Regions from separate parts of the Pan troglodytes genome. Here region 1 is linked to region 2. Evidence: chromatin contacts called from public HiChIP or PLAC-seq data. All regions are on one chromosome and are shown on one strand. Each heading gives the region's core, a stretch centred on a gene start, on an enhancer-like site or on the middle of the called end of the contact. The rest is flanking DNA. Distances are from core to core; before and after follow the strand shown.

The links. HiChIP or PLAC-seq counts read pairs in DNA pulled down with a chosen protein or histone mark.
Region 1: an H3K4me3 HiChIP or PLAC-seq map of stem cell-derived excitatory neurons shows a contact between it and region 2, with 11 times the contacts expected there. The contact joins the promoter of ZNF324 here to the promoter of ZNF497 in region 2. A contact is called at or near these places in 1 of 7 Hi-C or Micro-C datasets (induced pluripotent stem cells) and 1 of 1 datasets of contacts at active chromatin or transcription factors (stem cell-derived excitatory neurons).

What each region holds. Positions count from the first base shown.
Region 1 is chr20:61,399,484-61,403,893 of NHGRI_mPanTro3-v2.0_pri, reverse strand. ZNF324 (zinc finger protein 324) reads right to left here and starts at 2,438. Exons shown (of 5, transcript XR_010153988.1): 1 at 2,213-2,438; 2 at 91-217.
Region 2 is chr20:61,298,431-61,302,637 of NHGRI_mPanTro3-v2.0_pri, reverse strand. It overlaps ZNF497 (zinc finger protein 497), which reads left to right and starts at 2,344. Exons shown (of 4, transcript XM_016936996.3): 1 at 2,344-2,626. The coding sequence starts at 2,373. It overlaps LOC134809135 (a long non-coding RNA gene), which reads right to left and starts at 2,641. Exons shown (of 3, transcript XR_010153995.1): 1 at 2,551-2,641; 2 at 707-770.

The DNA.
Region 1 (4,410 bases), core at 1,189-3,688, 100 kb before region 2:
TGCTCGTCAGCCACCAGGGAGGTGAGGGGGCAGCCCTGGCCAGTCAGCTTGTTATCAGTTGCCCATTTCATGGCGTATCTAGGACCTTACCCAGCGAGGCCACAAGTGCGAAGTTGTCTAGCATCACGCGGCGGTACAGGGCCCTCTGGGCTGTGTCCAGGAGCCCCCACTCCTCCTGGGAGAAGTACACAGCCACATCCTCAAAGGCCATCTGGTCCTAAAAGAGCAGGGAGGAAGAGACAGCCATGGTCTAAGGCTGGGTTATCCAATCTTTTGGCTTCCCTGGGCCACATTGGAAGAAGAATTGTCTTGGGCAACACATAAAATACATTAACACTAGTAACAGCTGATGAGCTAAAAAAAATAAAAATTGCATAAACATCTCATGTTTTAAGAAAGTTTACGAACTTGTTTTGGGCTGCATTCAAAGCCATCCTGGGCAGTGGGTTGGACAAGCTTGGTTTAAGGTATGGCTGTGAGCCAGGACCAAGCTCCCCATCCCAACAGCCACCTCCCATGATGTCCCTCAGACACTCACCCTCCTTCCCTGGATTCTGCCCCCACCATCTTCAGATGGCACTTCCCTCACATGTCTGGGACCCCTCCCCTCTGCCCTCCCTGACCAGACCCCAGATGCCTTCTTGGCCTCCCCACTGGCAACGCCATACACAAGCAGGCTAGAACAAGTCCTGGCTGGGCCCTCAGCTGCCACACCAAGAGCAGCCCCAGGTGTCCACTCGTGACTCAGCATGACCACTCATGACCCTCCCCAGATGCACCCTTCCTGCTCTTGTAGCAAGAAACTATGAGTCCCAGCTGGGGCTTCCCAGGCATACCCATCACCGGGACCCTCCCCTGCTGAGCCTGCTTGCCTGACATTTCCAGGCTGCTCATCCAGCCTGAGGGACTGGATGATTCTCACCAGTCGCCACAGGGGAGCAGCCTCAACAACCTGTGAACAGAGAGGAACTCAATCCCTTCCTCCTTCCACCCGGTGTCCCCTCTCTTTCTTCCCCTCTCTGTTGCCACCCTCCCCTCCTCAGTTAGGTGCTAGGCTCTTCCCAATAGCCCCAGGCATCCCAGCTGGTCTTCTTTACCCTCAAGCCATAACTGCCCACACCTGGCTGAGTCCCTGCCCATTCCTCAGTCCAATTCATAGGCCCTGTCCACAGCCCAGGACACCAACAACGTCAGGTCCAGTGACATGACCAACCTGGGACATCCCAGACTCTTGAGCTTTCCCCTGAAGGAAACCTGCTTTCCTTTCACCTTTCTATCTACAGCAGCTCTCTTCTTCCAGGCGCTCAGGCTGAACAACATGGGGTACTTAGTTCTTCAAACAGCCCACACCTGATGCATCCGCAGATCCACCAGAATTCACCTGGTCGCCCACCTCCACTGCTGCCCAGACTGTGGCAGTCGGTTCTTCCCTTCATGCCGACACCCCTGCATGTCTGTTCTCCACGCAACAAACGGTGGAACCGTTTTAAAGTCCCCAGAGGATGTCCTGATTCTGTTCAAAACTTCTATGTCTCCCGACGCCCTCGAGATAAAGCCCACCCCCTCGCCTGCTACTGCAGCCGCACGCATCCCCTCTCCTCCAGCTCCACATCGAGAGCGCTCAGTCCCAGAAGCACCTGGGCTTCGGCTCCCCTCCCAGGTTTTGCACACACAGGACTCTCCCCTCGGAGCCTCCTTCAGGACCTCAGCCCCCTGGCTGCCCGAACTCGGGAGCTCACCAGTGCCCTGGACACAGGAGTTTGCACTGACCCCCGCAACGCCCCCAGGCCAGGGAGAGGAAAGACGACTAGGCGAGGTCTAGGAAGCGGCCTCCCTCCGTGAGGGCGCGGTCTGTGTGAGCAGGGACTCCCCCGCTTCCCCGGCGCGGGCTTGTCAGCGCCACCGCCGCCAGCCGAACCCGCAGCTGGGAGGGAAGAAAGGCGTGGACCACCCAGCCTTTCCCCGCCCGCAGCGTCCCGGGGCCGCCCCGCGCCTCAGTCTCCCCGGCCATCATGGACGTGGAACGCCCAGCGCGCAGCCTCCTGGGCTGCCGCACGGTGGGAGAGCGCATGGCTCCCGCCGCGGCCCGACAGTCCCCTGGACGCCCACGACGCACTCTGAGAAACAGAGGCTTGGGGGCGCGGCCAGCGGCCGGCGCCCTCGATCACGACGCGTGCGCAGGGCGGGCCCGACGCGGGCCCTCAGCCAGTACCTTCCTCGCCGCCAGCCTCGAGCACCAGGAACCTCCTGGAAACCGGACCCGACCCGCGGGCCCCAGCCCAGACCACCGGTGTGGCCTGACGCGGGCGGCGAAGTGACAGTCCCACCGCCGGAAGTCCAGCCCTTCGGTTCTCATTGGCCCAGTGCGCGCCGCGGACGCTTGCGTACAGCCTTCCGGGTCATGTGGTTCCCGCCTGTTTCCCTGCGTGGAGGCGGGGCCACTACCGGTCTCCTTGGCAACGTCCAAGCCCCTGCCGCGCGGGGCGCTGGGAAATGGAGTCGCGCGGAGGCCTCGGGTTTTCAAGCGCTTGGTGGCGCTGGTGGATTCGCCCGGTGTGTAGTCCTGCCTTCGGCATTCCAGGTGTCCTCCCAAGCAGTCCCGGAGACTAAACCCTGCAGGTGCGAAAGCAGAAACTGCCGAGGTTCCAAGAGGCAACACCAGCAGGGAGCACGGAGGAGAAAATGCACCGGGTAGGGCAGGTGGAGGTGGAGGAGCCGATGCCTGGAGCTCCGGGTTCCCTTCCCAGCTCTGCCTCTCACTGACTGTGCGTCCTGGGCGCCGGTTTGACCTCTCTGTGTCAATGTCCCGTAAAGGTTTAAGGTCCGTTTTCAACCTTTACACCAAGAATTCTCAGCCCGTAAGCCTACATTTGTCTTAAGTATGGGACTGTTCCTCGACGCTTGCCCAAAGCATCTGTTTTCCTTGTAATTTGGATGGGCAGAAGTTAATTCCCCAGATTTGCTTGTCCTTAGACCATCTAGATCTTGTCTTGCCCCACACATCACAATATTCATTCTTTTTTCCTTTTTTCTTGGGACTCATTTAAGTTTTTGTTTGTTTGTTTGTTTTTAACAGGGTCTTTGTTCTGTTGCCCGTGCTGGAGTGCAGTGGCACAATCTCGGCTCACTGCAACCTCTGCCTTCAGGTTCAAGTGATCCTCCCGCCTCAGCCTCCGTAGTAGCTGGGACCACAGGTGCGCGCCACCATGCCTGGCTAATTTTTGTATTTTTTAGTAGAGATGGAGTTTCACCATGTTGGCCAGGCTGGTCTTGAACTCCTGACCTCAGGTGATCCGCCCGCCTCGTTCTCCCAAAGTGCTGGGATTACAGGCCAATTTAAGTGTCTTTGACACATAAAAACGAAAGGCAGAGCAGTCTCAATGTAGACTGTCTTGTTTGGCAGATAATAAAAGGTTGTCTTGTTTTTGGAACCCGTAGACAGTTCTCAGCTGTCCAGTTCCTTAACTCTTTTTGCCTCCCTCCCTCTATACCTACCTCCATCTATAACTATCTCTCTGTCAACTGTCAGCTATAACTGTCCACCTAATTGATTCTACTTGTAAATCCTTGTGGAGCAAGGGAGCTCATCATGTTTGGAATGTTTTAATATAAATTTTGCTACTTTGAAAGAATTTAAGAACATTTCAGGACTGGGCGCAGTGGCTCACACCTGGAATCTGAGCACTTTGGGTGGCCAAGGTGAGCGATCACTGGAGCCTAGGAGTTTGAGACCAGCCTGAGCAACAAAATGTGACCCCCATCTTTATAAAAAAAATATAAAAATTAGCTGAGCATGGTCTTGCATGCCTGTAATACCAGCTACATGGGAGGCTGAGGTGGGAGGATTGAGTTCAGGAGTTGGAGTGTGCAGTGAGCTATGATGGAGCCCCTGCACTCCAGCCTGGGTAAGAGAGAGACCCTGTCTCAGGAAAAAACAAACAAAAACCCTGAGGGGAAAAAAAAAAAACCCAACACTTAGAAGTATTAAAGTTCAAAAACCCTGAAGAAAAAAAAAAAACCCAACACTTAGAACTATTCAAGTTGTGGCCGGGCGCTGTGGCTCACGCCTGTAATCCCAGCACTTTGGGAGGCCGAGGTGGGCGGATCTTGAGGTCAGGAGATCGAGACCATCCTGGCTAACACGGTGAAACCCAGTCTCTGCTAAAAAATACAAAAATAAAAGTAGCCGGGTGTGGTGGCGGGCGCCTGTAGTCCCGGCTACTCAGGAGGCTAAGGCAGGAGAATGGCATGAACCCGGGAGGTGGAGCTTGCAGTGAGCTGAGATCACACTACTGCATTCCAGCCTGGGTGACAGAGCAAGACTCTGTCTCAAAAGAAAAAAAAAAAGAAAGTAGTATTAAAGGTGTGATTTGATCAAATGCTTAGAGGCATTATTACCATTTTAAGCTA
Region 2 (4,207 bases), core at 1,095-3,594:
CAATCATCTGAAGGCCCCACTGGGCTTGGAGTATGCACTGCTGCACTGCCTCTCCACAGGACTGCAGACCTGAGTTTCCTGTAGACCTGAGTTTCCTCATGTCCGGGCAGCTGAATTCTTCCAGCATGGGTGATCCAAGACTACAGGCGCACGCCACCACGCCTGGCTAATTTTTGTATTTTTGGTAGAGACAGGGTTTCACCATGTTGGCTAGGATGGTCTCGATCTCTTGACCTCGTGATCCCCCCGCCTCAGCCTCCCAAGTGTTGGGATTACAGGTGTGAGCCACTGCGCTCAGCCCCCTCCCCCTTTTTTTTTTCTTGAGACAGAGTCTCGCTCTGTTGCCCAGGTTGGAGTGCAGTGGCATGATCTCAGCTCACTGCAACCTCTGCCTCCCAGGTTCATGCGATTCTCCTGCCTCAGTCTCCCAAGTAGTTGGGATTACAGGTATGTACCACCACACACGGCTAATTTTTGTATTTTTAGTAAAGACAGGGTTTCACCATGTTGGTCAGGCTGGTCTCGAACTCCTGACCTCAGGTGATCTGCCCACCTCCGCCTCCCAAATTGCTGGGATTACAGGCCTGAGCCACCCCGCCCGGCCAATAAAAATTTTTTTAAAGCTAAAATTGACTCTCATGCAAATAAGATAAAATGAACATATGTTAAATATTTTAACTTAATGAGAGAAATAGTAAGATGTTACCAGTTACTTGATGATGGAGGAAAGGACGAAAAGCCAAGGAATACATGGAATGCAGCTCTAGGTGCTGAAAAAGGCAAGGAAAGGTTCTACGTTAGAGCTTCCAGAGGGAGCTCAGCCCTGTCAACATCTTGTTTCAGCTGAGTCATATCGATGTTAGACTTCTGGTCCCCAGAACTGGGCGGGAATATATTTCTGCTGTTTTAAGCCACCAGATTTGTGGTAATTTGCTGCATAACCACAGGAAACTAACACACCATCCCTCAGTTCTGCTTTTCTGTATGAACTCCATTCTCTTAACAGATTCATCCCTCAGGGGGGCAAGAAGGCTGCAGCTGCCCCAGCTGACAGATGCTCACAGCCTCAGGTTCAAAGCAGATAGAGGCCCTAACAGTTCAGAGAGAAGTCCCACGATGCTCACAGGTCCAAAGTGACCACTGCCAGGGCCAGAGGGATGGACTGCCCCGTGCTGTGGACCTGGGCCATGTACCCACACCTGCCCAAACCACCTGGGCTGAGGTGAGAGCTCCCTAGTACAAATTGGGAAAAATTGGTACAAAAAGAGCTCGTGGAGGCCGGGTGCAGTGGCTCAAGTCTGTAATCCTAGCACTTTGGGAGGCCAAGGTGGGAGGATCACTTGAGCCCAGAAGTTCAAGACCAGCCTGGGCCATATAGCGAGACCCCGTCTCTAGCTATTCATTTATTTTAGCTTACAGCATCTGGTCTATGTTGTTTTTTTGAGACGGAGTCTTGCTCTGTCACCCAGGCTGGAGTGTGCAGTGGCACAATCTCAGCTCACTGTAACTTCTGCCTCCCCGGTTCAAGCGATTCTCCTGCCTCAGCCTCCCGAGTAGCTGGGATTATAGGCACGCGCCAACAAGCCTAATTTTTGTATTTTCAGTAGAGACGGGGTTTCACCATGTTGGTCAGACTGGTCTCGAACTCCTGACCTCGTGATCTGCCCGCCTCGGCCTCCCAAAGTGCTGGGATTACAGACGTGAGCCACCGCGCGCGGTTGATTTATTTATTTTAGCCAACAGCACCCGGTGTTCCCAGGCGGTCTCCCAAGTACTAACCAGGCCCGACCCTGCTTAGCTTCAGAGATCCCGACTCAACTTTTTTTTTTTTTTGAGACGGAGTCTCGTTCTGTCGCCCAGGCTGGAGTGCAGTGTCGCGATCTCGGCTCAGTGCAACCTCCGCCTCCCAGGTTCAAGCGATTCTCCTGCCTCATCCTCCCGAGTAGCTGGGACTACAGGCGCCCATCACCACGCCCGGCTAATTTTTTGTATTTTTAGTAGAGACGGGGTTTCTCCGTGTTAGCCAGGATGGTCTCGATCTCCTGACCTCGTGATCCGCCCGCCTCAACCTCCAAAGTGCTGGGATTACAGGCGTGAGTCACCGCGCCCGGCCCCCGACTCTATTTTAAAAACCGCGTGGATTCCAGCTTGGTGGGTGTTCCACAGCGCGTGGGTGTGAGACGCAGCTCAGTGGCGTGAACTCAGCAAGGTTCCAGGGTGGTAAAGACGGCCTGGGGCCGGAGGAGGATCGCCAGGGAGAAGCTACGTCGGACCGACTTGCGTCCGCGACCCGGGCAGCCCCAGGCGCCTGTGTAGCTGTTGGGTGTGTGCCGGAGAGGCGGGCCGGGTACAGGAAGGGGCGGAGCGCATCCATGGCAACGCAGCACGCCAGAGTAGCTTGGCTGTGGCGCCGTCCCCATGGGAACCAGAAGGCGCGCGCCCGCTGCCGCGCCATAGTTACGCAGGCGCAGTGGGGAGAAACGCGAGACCTTGGGCCGCTCTGCCGAATGCAACCGCGCCTCCCAGGAGACCCGGTGCCCGCCCTCCTACCATTCCACGCGGCTCGATCCCGCGTGCGGGCCTCTCTCAGGCCGCGCCTAGTGGACGCAGAGGCGGGCCGAGGACGGTGAGTGACGCCGACGGACACCCTCGGCCAGGCACAGATCCGCCCTCCGGCTCCAACCACTCCCGCCGCGCGGGGCAGGACGGGGCTCGGCCCTGAGCTGGGCCCTCTGGGACCACCGAGAGATAGGCCTCCGCGCCGTCCAGAGCGGCCCGGAAGTGGCCCTGCACGGGCCAGAGGCGACCGTGGTCGGGACGGAAATGGCTCCCGTTTGCTGTTCGCTAGGTGAACGCGAGCCTTATGGCGATCAGTTCTGTAGCATCGTTCCTCCTGCTCGTTTATTCTTTCACTCATTCACTCATGCCCTGCCGCGCCATCATTTCTTCCCACATTCATTTATTCGTTCATCAGCCCCCAGCCCCGGGTAGTTTCGGAGCTCACCAGGCTGGGCTCGCCTCCGAGCCTCCGGAGCTGCCCGCACAGGCCTCGCGCCACCTGGCCGCAGCTTCCTCCCCTTTATCCACTCCGTATTTGTTTGTCCAGCCTAGGCCTTGGGGGTTGTGGGGGAGACACAAGTACCCGTGACTGGTCGGACAAGTGCCCGTTGTTGGGGGCGTGGGCGCTGGGACTGACGCGGGAGGTGGCTCTGATCATGTCGTGGTGAGGAGGTGGCGTTGAGGCTCAGAAAGGGCACGCAGCGTGGATGTGAGGACGTCGGGGAGGCTGGAGCAGTGAGGCCGACAGGAGGGACCTTACGGGGCTCACATGCTATCCCACGACGAGGACGGACTCAGGACGGCAGCCCTGATAGATGGGGCTGGGGGCTGGCGGGTCGGGGTCGCACACCACAGGCCCTGGATGGAGGGGCAGCGGTGCCTGGCTCCGCCTTAAGAAACATGGGCCCTTGGGGGACCCGGATTTCTGATACTTCAATACACAAATATGAATTTTTATTGAAATCAGATGTCGTTTTTTAAAAAATTTAACTTTTGATTTGAGGTAATTAGAAATTCACATGCAGTAACAAATAATGCATACCCTATGTACCCTTTACCCAGTTCCCCTAAAGGTGGCATCTTGAAAAACTAGAGGCCAGGTGCGGTGGCTCATGTCTGTAATCCCAGCACTTTGGGAGGCCAAGGCGGGTGGATCCCTTGAGCTCAGGAGTTAAAGACCAGCCTGAGCAACATGGTGAAACCCCATCTGTACTGAAAACACAAAAATTAGCCGGGTGTGGAGGCTGGTGCCTGTAATCCCAGCTACTCGGGAGTCTCAGGCAGGAGAATCGCTTGTACCCAGGAGGCAGAGGTCGCGGTGAGCCCACATCACGCCACTGCACTCCAGCCTGGGCAACAGAGCGAGACTCTGTCTCAAAAAAAGAAAAGAGAAGAGAAAGAAAAACTAGAGTACAATATCACAACTGAGATGCAGAATATTTCCATCACGAAGGATCCCCGTGTTGCCCTTTCAGAGCCGCATACCCTTCCCTCCTACCTCTGCTCCCCGTTAACCTCTTTTTGTCAACTAGTAATCTGTTCTCATTTCTACCATTTTGTCATTTCACGAATGTCGCATAGGCTGGGCGAGGTGTCTGGTGCCTGTAATACTAGCACTTTAGGAGGCCGAGGCGGGTGGACCATCTGA